Regions from separate parts of the Mus musculus genome. Here region 2 is linked to region 1. The links are chromatin contacts, called in public HiChIP or PLAC-seq maps. All regions are on one chromosome and are shown on one strand. Each heading gives the region's core, a stretch centred on a gene start, on an enhancer-like site or on the middle of the called end of the contact. The rest is flanking DNA. Distances are from core to core; before and after follow the strand shown. Region 1 overlaps Skap2 (src family associated phosphoprotein 2). Region 2 holds the start of Hoxa9 (homeobox A9).

Evidence for each region. HiChIP or PLAC-seq counts read pairs in DNA pulled down with a chosen protein or histone mark.
Region 2: an H3K4me3 HiChIP or PLAC-seq map of neural progenitor cells shows a contact between it and region 1, with 40 read pairs. The contact joins the promoter of Hoxa9 here to the enhancer-like site in region 1. A contact is called at or near these places in 3 of 39 promoter capture datasets (the HPC-7 cell line, hematopoietic stem and progenitor cells and macrophages), 1 of 484 Hi-C or Micro-C datasets (the C2C12 cell line), 11 of 115 datasets of contacts at active chromatin or transcription factors (acute myeloid leukemia, bone marrow-derived macrophages, craniofacial prominence and 8 more) and 4 of 9 other capture datasets (adipose tissue, liver, macrophages and 1 more).

What each region holds. Positions count from the first base shown.
Region 1 is chr6:51,974,243-51,977,833 of GRCm38.p6, reverse strand. All of the region lies in intron 4 of Skap2 (src family associated phosphoprotein 2), which reads left to right. Among named protein-coding and RNA genes, the nearest start is that of Skap2, 37 kb to the left of the region's middle. Within about 2 kb of position 1,938, at least 8 of the 459 cell types and tissues checked have an H3K27ac peak or open chromatin away from gene starts, as enhancers often do. A contact at or near this core is called in neural progenitor cells, where this site is marked.
Region 2 is chr6:52,225,355-52,229,056 of GRCm38.p6, reverse strand. Hoxa9 (homeobox A9) reads left to right here and starts at 1,687. Exons shown (of 2, transcript NM_010456.3): 1 at 1,687-3,529. The coding sequence starts at 2,953. Gm52902 (a long non-coding RNA gene) reads right to left here and starts at 1,553. Exons shown (of 2, transcript XR_003956434.1): 1 at 1-1,553.

The DNA of each region.
Region 1 (3,591 bases), core at 689-3,188:
AGACTTAATTTTTTCCAGCAGTACCATCTGGCTTCTTGGCACCACAAGTTATGTTGGTTCTTTGTGGTTGCTATAAACAAGATGAGTTTGTCATATTGTTAGACAACTTATAGGTGGTTTGTTGTGGCTTGATCCTGTTTCCTTGCAACTAATTATTGATTATTATTTAGAGAACCTTCTCTGGTGTTTGTGAGAGCACAACAAGGTTTCTCGTGAAAAGAATGGAACACACCAAAACAGATTCTGGATGCCAGCTGGGGGCTCTCCTGAGTTCTGTCGGCTTCTTCAGCAGCTTCTCCTTTCAAGACAGATTAATTTCAAGTTAATGGTAGAGGCTTTCTCTTTCATTCAGAGCACATGCATTTGTTTTGAAAATTACTTGAATGTGTGTTTAAAATCCCATTTTGATTGCCCTCATGACCCTAACATGAATATTTAGAAATCTCAGTTAGTGTGCAGATAGCTCTCTAACATCTGCATTACTGTCTTTCTTTCTTCATCTGTCATTTTGAAAATGATCATCTGTTTATATTTTGTGTTTCATTTTGTAGATGAGGGGTTTTACTTTCATGTCTCATAACATCCATAAACAAATCAAAAAATGATTATGAAAAGTTTATCTGAGTTTCAATAATTGAAAAGATATGTCCAGGCATGTATTCATAAAACTTAAGCCATTTTCCATAACACATAGTAAACCAGACATATTTTTTTCTAAAGTAAATATTATAAAACTAATTTCTTAAACTCTTAAGGGTTCTTTTTATAAAGTAGCTCATTTCGACAGGGACTTAATTGATCACATTTGTGTTAATTCTTCATGGAACATGATCTTCATATTCTTTAGGAAGTTTTTAAGAGTTGCTCATTCATGTGAAAGTGTTTCTCTTGAGTTTGTTTTTAATTAGATGCTATGTAATCTATGTTGCTTCATAATAACGAAAGGATACCGATGTTGAAAATGCATACCTTGAGTCTTTTTAGTTGCTGGCATAAGGACATTTGAAACTCATGAACTGATTTAGTGGGGATTATTTTCATACCACCATATTAGCAAGCAGTAACTACAAAGTTGACTTTGCAGAACATTTTCAGAATGTTGAGCAAAATGCACGGCTAAACTGATGTAATTTGCTTGTGATGTGACGATAAGGTCCAGTTGTTAATAATTCCTTTGGTTCTAAGTATGTGAAGAAAAGGAGCAGTGAATGTCACTCGGGGAGAAGAGCTAAATCAGATGTCACTGGAGTGATTCATGTGCTGACTGGAATGGTTAACATGCATTTTATTCTACTGTCTAGCAGAAGGAGGTGGGCTATAGAAAAATGAATTCTTCACTGAATAATTCACAACAATTATATCAAATTTTAATAACTTGAGCTAAGAAGGCATACATATGATTCATGTTCTCAGAATTACTCACATTAGAGATTAATTGTGATTTCTTAAACAAAAATACACTCATAAGTGTTTTTAATTGGTAAATCATGATCAGTTTTCTATTTATTAAAGTAGCATCATTTGATCAGTTTTTAGCTATAATTTAACTTGAAGTTTAGGCATCACAATTCATCTGCTGTCATAAATGTCAGCTCATTAGATTTTGCCTCTAATACCAAAAAATGCCTCGAATTGTTTGTTGGCTTCATCTCAAACTCGGATATGTAAAGAGGACAGTAGAACATTTTTCTTTGAAATCACAGAGAGTTCAGTGACCTTTCAGTGGCAAATTATGTAGAAAGAAAATATTTATATTCATTTAAAATAACCTCCGTGAAGAAATCGTCTCATTACCCTGTTTGATCAATTTCTTGTAGCCTGAGCTGTAGCATGCTGCTGTTGCCATTGGTTGATGGAGTACACTGAGTAGTGGCTAATGGTGATGGTGCTCATCAGGAAGGGTTCAGCCAGCGGTCAGCAACAAATAATTCAAGGCTCTTTCTAAGTTTGTGGCTGGTGGAATTTGCTTCTTGCCCCAAGCCAGCGGCATTGCTGAGCTGGGCTATTTGATTAGAAGAGAGGCATATTTGCTTCTTAGCAACTGCACATTTGCACAACCCATAGTCCTCTACTGCCTCTGAAGGTTTCCCCTTTGTGACGGTAGAATAATACTTTATTGTTGATTGACGGACAAAAGAGATTCTAATACAAGGCAAGCTTATAACCACTTTTTTAGTGGGTAGTTTTTATTGGCACTAGAAATTGTAGCTTCATATTCCAATTTTAAAAGAAAATATAGACCAATTGTGTGCTTATTGTAAACAAGCATTGAAATCCCAGTGTACTAGAATTTTAATATGAGTATCAGCAAGGTTTGCAGTGCATGAATGTGATTGAGTAGTATTACTTTTTTGCCTACCATGTTCAATCACAGAAAATAAATTGTGTGTGTGCGCGTGCGTGCAAATATGTATTCTGGTTGCATACTTTCAAACTACAATTAATACTAGTTAAAATTTAACTAATACTGTTGAGAGAAGAGTTAATGTAAGTTGTCCTTTTTGATCTGAGAATTAATTTTTATATGAAAATAAGTCAGATTTTGAATTCTAAATGGATGGGTGCAAGCTTTAGACTGTAGTTCTCACAGGAGTGAATCTATAGAATAAATGATGTGTCTCCAGTAATAGATAAGGTTATTTATAACTCAGCAATTAAACAAGTGAGAAAAGAGCAACATGGGAAACACAGTCTGGGTTTTACGTTCCTGGGAAGAAAACTAGGTTTGTTTTTGTGTTTTTAAATATGATTTTATGGCTTTTTTATCATTCAAATTTTATGGATTGACTTTGAGTTTTAAGATTTTTAAGCAACTGATATGACCAGAGATGGAGTTAATTGTATCTTGCATTTTTTGATACTTTTTTTTTTTTAAAGAAAAAACCATTGGCCTATATAAGACCTTAAGGGAATGGAGCAAAAACTAGTTGAGAGAATATATAAATTTAAAGTAATTATTTTGTATAAATAATTTGTATAGTTTATGGTAAGATGAAATTGTATATATATAACATGAGTATAAAGTTGCTTAAATATTGCATGATGTTATATTTAGAATATAGAGTGCTTTCAAAAATATTTTTTGCCTCTTAAATTTATGACAGATATGAAGAGTTTTCATAATTTAAAATGATCAACAAAAAAGTGCATTGGTGTGAATTTTCCAGTTAGCAAATCTTGAAATGTGTTTTGGGACTTAGGGGAAGTTTAAGCAAGTGCAGACATTAGCATAGACATAAAGTGTATATGGGCAAATGCTCTCATTTCCCAGTAAAGGGACCTTAGGGCATATCAGTATGCGTAATATGGCCATCACTGTATTTACTCACTAATAAATAGCTGCTTTCATGACAAGCTGGAGTCCAAAGAAGGGAAGAGGAACGAGGTGGAATGATCCACTACTGCAAGGCGGTAATATGCCCAGTGTACAGCAGCTGTCTCTGTGCATTTCAGCTAGCATGTTTGAAGTAGTCCTTTAAAAACAAATTGCAGTACTAGGACAAAAGGGAAAACATGCCTAAGAGTGGGTTTAAATCGTTTAAACATTAACATGCCTGCAACTAAATTGCCAAAGTTAGGGTGTGCTATATA
Region 2 (3,702 bases), core at 438-2,937, 250 kb before region 1:
TCTGCCAGCTTTACGGGTCCTAACTCGGGCTTTGACCGTGATGAGAGAGCCTCACCGGGTCCAAGGCTTGACTGCTCGCTGGCTTGCTAGCCATTTTAGATTCAGAAAATGTCCTGCCTTGTGCAACTGAGGGTTTGAGAAGGGAGACCTTCCCAGGTCCAATATATTTTAAATGAGTGAAAACAATCCCAAATTCAAGATCAGGGAGGGCACAAACTGGGGCACTGGTACTAAATTGTAATCTAAGAAAACCAGCCTAACGACTCTTAATACAGAAACCTGAAACAAACCACCCTCTCCCCACCCCCAACAACACAGGCACTGCCTGAGACCACAGAACTCTGTTTCCCTTCCCGGCTCAGGCTGATGCCCGGGAATTGTTTTCGTTGCTCAGCCAACAACCTGTTATCTGAGTGACCAGTACTCCAGGCTCCCTCCAACTCTTCTCTGCCATTTTCTGCATCCGGGTACTGGGCTTATTTCAAAGACCAACGTTTTTGGAAGATTCTCAGTTGAGCATGAGGTGTTGTGTGGTTGCATCCATTTATTATTTCTAGATGTGTATACAACTCATCCAAAAGAAAGCAGAAATAAAAACCTGTATACTTTAGGATCATGTTTCTAGACTCACAAGGACAATATCTCCTTTTATGAATTTTCCCCCTTTTGGGCCACATGTAAACAGCTGCTTAATACTCAGTACCTAATTCTTTGTAATTTTTCTGTTTTGAGACTAAAGTTTTAAAAGTATTTTAAATTAATAAATATTAATGATATTAATGATGATGGTGATGATACATATCTTCTCTGAATACAAAAAATGAAAAAGTCAGCCAGGAATACTCTACCATTTACTATTACAATTAAGAGCAGAGTTATACTCCTGGGTTATTGCTTTAATGAAAACCTGAACCTCAGAGGACTACCGGATATTTAGAACACCTTGGGTTGTGTTGGGGGTGTGTGTGTCTTGGAGGAATTTGCAGGGAAAGGAAAAATATTAGGGGGAGGGGACTGAGGCAGTCAGGACAGGCCACATCCAGTTCCTGGCGCTGACCACTTTCTTCTTCCTGCCGACAAGCGAGGGGGTGTGGATCCCGGGAGCTTCCCAGCCCCTCTCTGGTGGAGAGCCTAATATTTGGGGGAATCTGTCAGAGCGTTGGAAAGTGTCTCCTTGAACTATTTCTGAGGAAGAAAGCAAAAACAAAGATGGAAATGTCTCGGGTCAGCATTTTTGTGGATAGTGAAGTAATGAGAAACATACTCTTGGAAGGCACAAAATTCACACGTGAATTTAATTACACAGTTTCTAAGAGCTGTTGCTTTGTGTTCCAGATTGGGATGGGGCCACCGCCCCTCCCATTAACAACAGTGGCTGTGGCCTTCTCACTTTTTTTCTCTTATTCCCAAAGATTCTAAGGGGTGAAAAATAACATCCTCCATTTGACCAAAGGATGAGATTAAAGTCAATGTCCAGTGTTCCTCCCGGGTTAATTTGTAGCACTGGACTTGAGCTGTAGTTTGACTATGGGATCTCTGTTGTTCTGTTTCAAGGATAACCAAGGCAGGGGCGCTGGAGATGGGGGCGGGGGGGAAAGAGAGGAAGGGAGGGAGGGGAGTAACAAAAGAAGGAAAAGGGGAATGGGAAGGAAGGGGAAAAAAAGTGGGGTGATAGAGGAATAGGAGGAAAAAACAGAAGAGGGAAGGATACCAGAGCGGTTCATACAGGGCCCAGAAACTAGGCGAGGTGACCCCTCAGCAAGACAAACACCTCTTGATGTTGACTGGCGATTTTCCCCATCTCCAGTCTGGGGAGCGGGACTAGGCATACAGATGATGGAGCTTAGAACCCGCTGGCTAGGGAATAAAATTCGCTGGGCAGTTTGTGCTCAAAGAAGTGGGCCAGGGCGCTTGTGACACAATCAGGGCGTTTGTGACACAAACCCTTGAGGGTTGGCAGTTCTCTCCTTGGCGGTTGCTCTGGTTGCTCTGTGGGGCCTTCCCTGTGGAGCAAGGGTGATCTGGCCGATGTGCAAGCGCCTGGCTGGCTTTCCAGTCTGACTAGGGTCGGTAGCCCATTTTAGGTGGTTGTATCATCGACGGTGCGTCGCGACAGGGGCGGTGGTCACTCTGTTTGAGGTGGAGAGAGCCTTGTATTTGACTTTTCTAGGCCGGCCCTGGGGGCGCGCGCGGGCGGGGGGCTCACATCTCTGAGGACTGCAAGGATTATTTACAGGGTATTCACCAACCAAACACAACAGTCTAATTTAACCTTTCCAAGTCCTCATAAATTTTTACAGGGAGCCACAGCGAGGCAAACGAATCTGTTGGTCGCTCCTGACTTTCCACCAGCCTGTGTGGCTTCCGAAACAATAACTCCTTATGAAATATCATAAATATAGATTTAAATACAGTAGAGTGAGAATGCGATTTGGCTGCTTTTTTATGGCTTCAATTATTGTCTAATTTTATGTGAGGGGCTCTGCTGGCCGTGCTCACACGCGGGACCCGCGCCTTCCTGATGGCGTGATTAATTGTGATATAAAATAGTCCGCTTAAGAAGTGTGTGTGTCTGGTATGTGTGTGTGTTGGGGGGGTGGCAAGGGAGAGTACAGAGGCAAGGCCAGATTTGATCTTTTAATCTTCGTTGGCCACAATTAAAACAAACCAGATCGTGGAGCTGCGCGATCCCTTTGCATAAAAACATATGGCTTTTGCTATAAAAATTATGACTGCAAAACACCGGGCCATTAATAGCGTGCGGAGTGATTTACGCGTTATTGTTCTGCCGGGCGGACACGTGACGCGCGTGGCCAATGGGGGCGCGGGCGCCGGCAACTTATTAGGTGACTGTACTTCACCCCCCCCTGGTGCCACCAAGTTGTTACATGAAATCTGCAGTTTCATAATTTCGGCGGGTCGGGCTGGGCCGGCCAGGCGCGGGCTACTGCAATGGCCACCACCGGGGCCCTGGGCAACTACTATGTGGACTCCTTCCTGCTGGGCGCCGACGCTGCTGATGAGCTGGGTGCGGGACGCTACGCTCCAGGGACCCTGGGTCAACCCCCAAGGCAGGCGGCAGCTCTGGCCGAACACCCCGACTTCAGTCCTTGCAGCTTCCAGTCCAAGGCGGCGGTGTTTGGTGCCTCGTGGAACCCAGTGCACGCGGCGGGCGCCAATGCGGTGCCTGCTGCAGTGTATCATCACCACCACCACCCCTACGTGCATCCCCAGGCGCCCGTGGCGGCGGCGGCGCCGGACGGCAGGTATATGCGCTCCTGGCTGGAACCCACGCCCGGTGCGCTCTCCTTCGCGGGCTTACCCTCCAGCCGGCCTTATGGCATTAAACCTGAACCGCTCTCGGCCAGAAGGGGTGACTGTCCCACGCTTGACACTCACACTTTGTCCCTGACTGACTATGCTTGTGGTTCTCCTCCAGTTGATAGAGAAAAACAACCCAGCGAAGGCGCCTTCTCCGAAAACAATGCCGAGAATGAGAGCGGCGGAGACAAGCCCCCCATCGATCCCAGTAAGTGTCTCCTTCCTGCAAACCGGCCGCTGCCTCCACGCAGGCCACCAGGATCTACCAGCGCGTCAGCTTTCTCTGGAGCCTGCCTTCGTCCTCGATGGGTGCCTCTGGATCTAGGGTCCGAGAACCAGAAGTTGGTGTTTGGAACACCTCTGATAGGGGCCCCAAGTCCA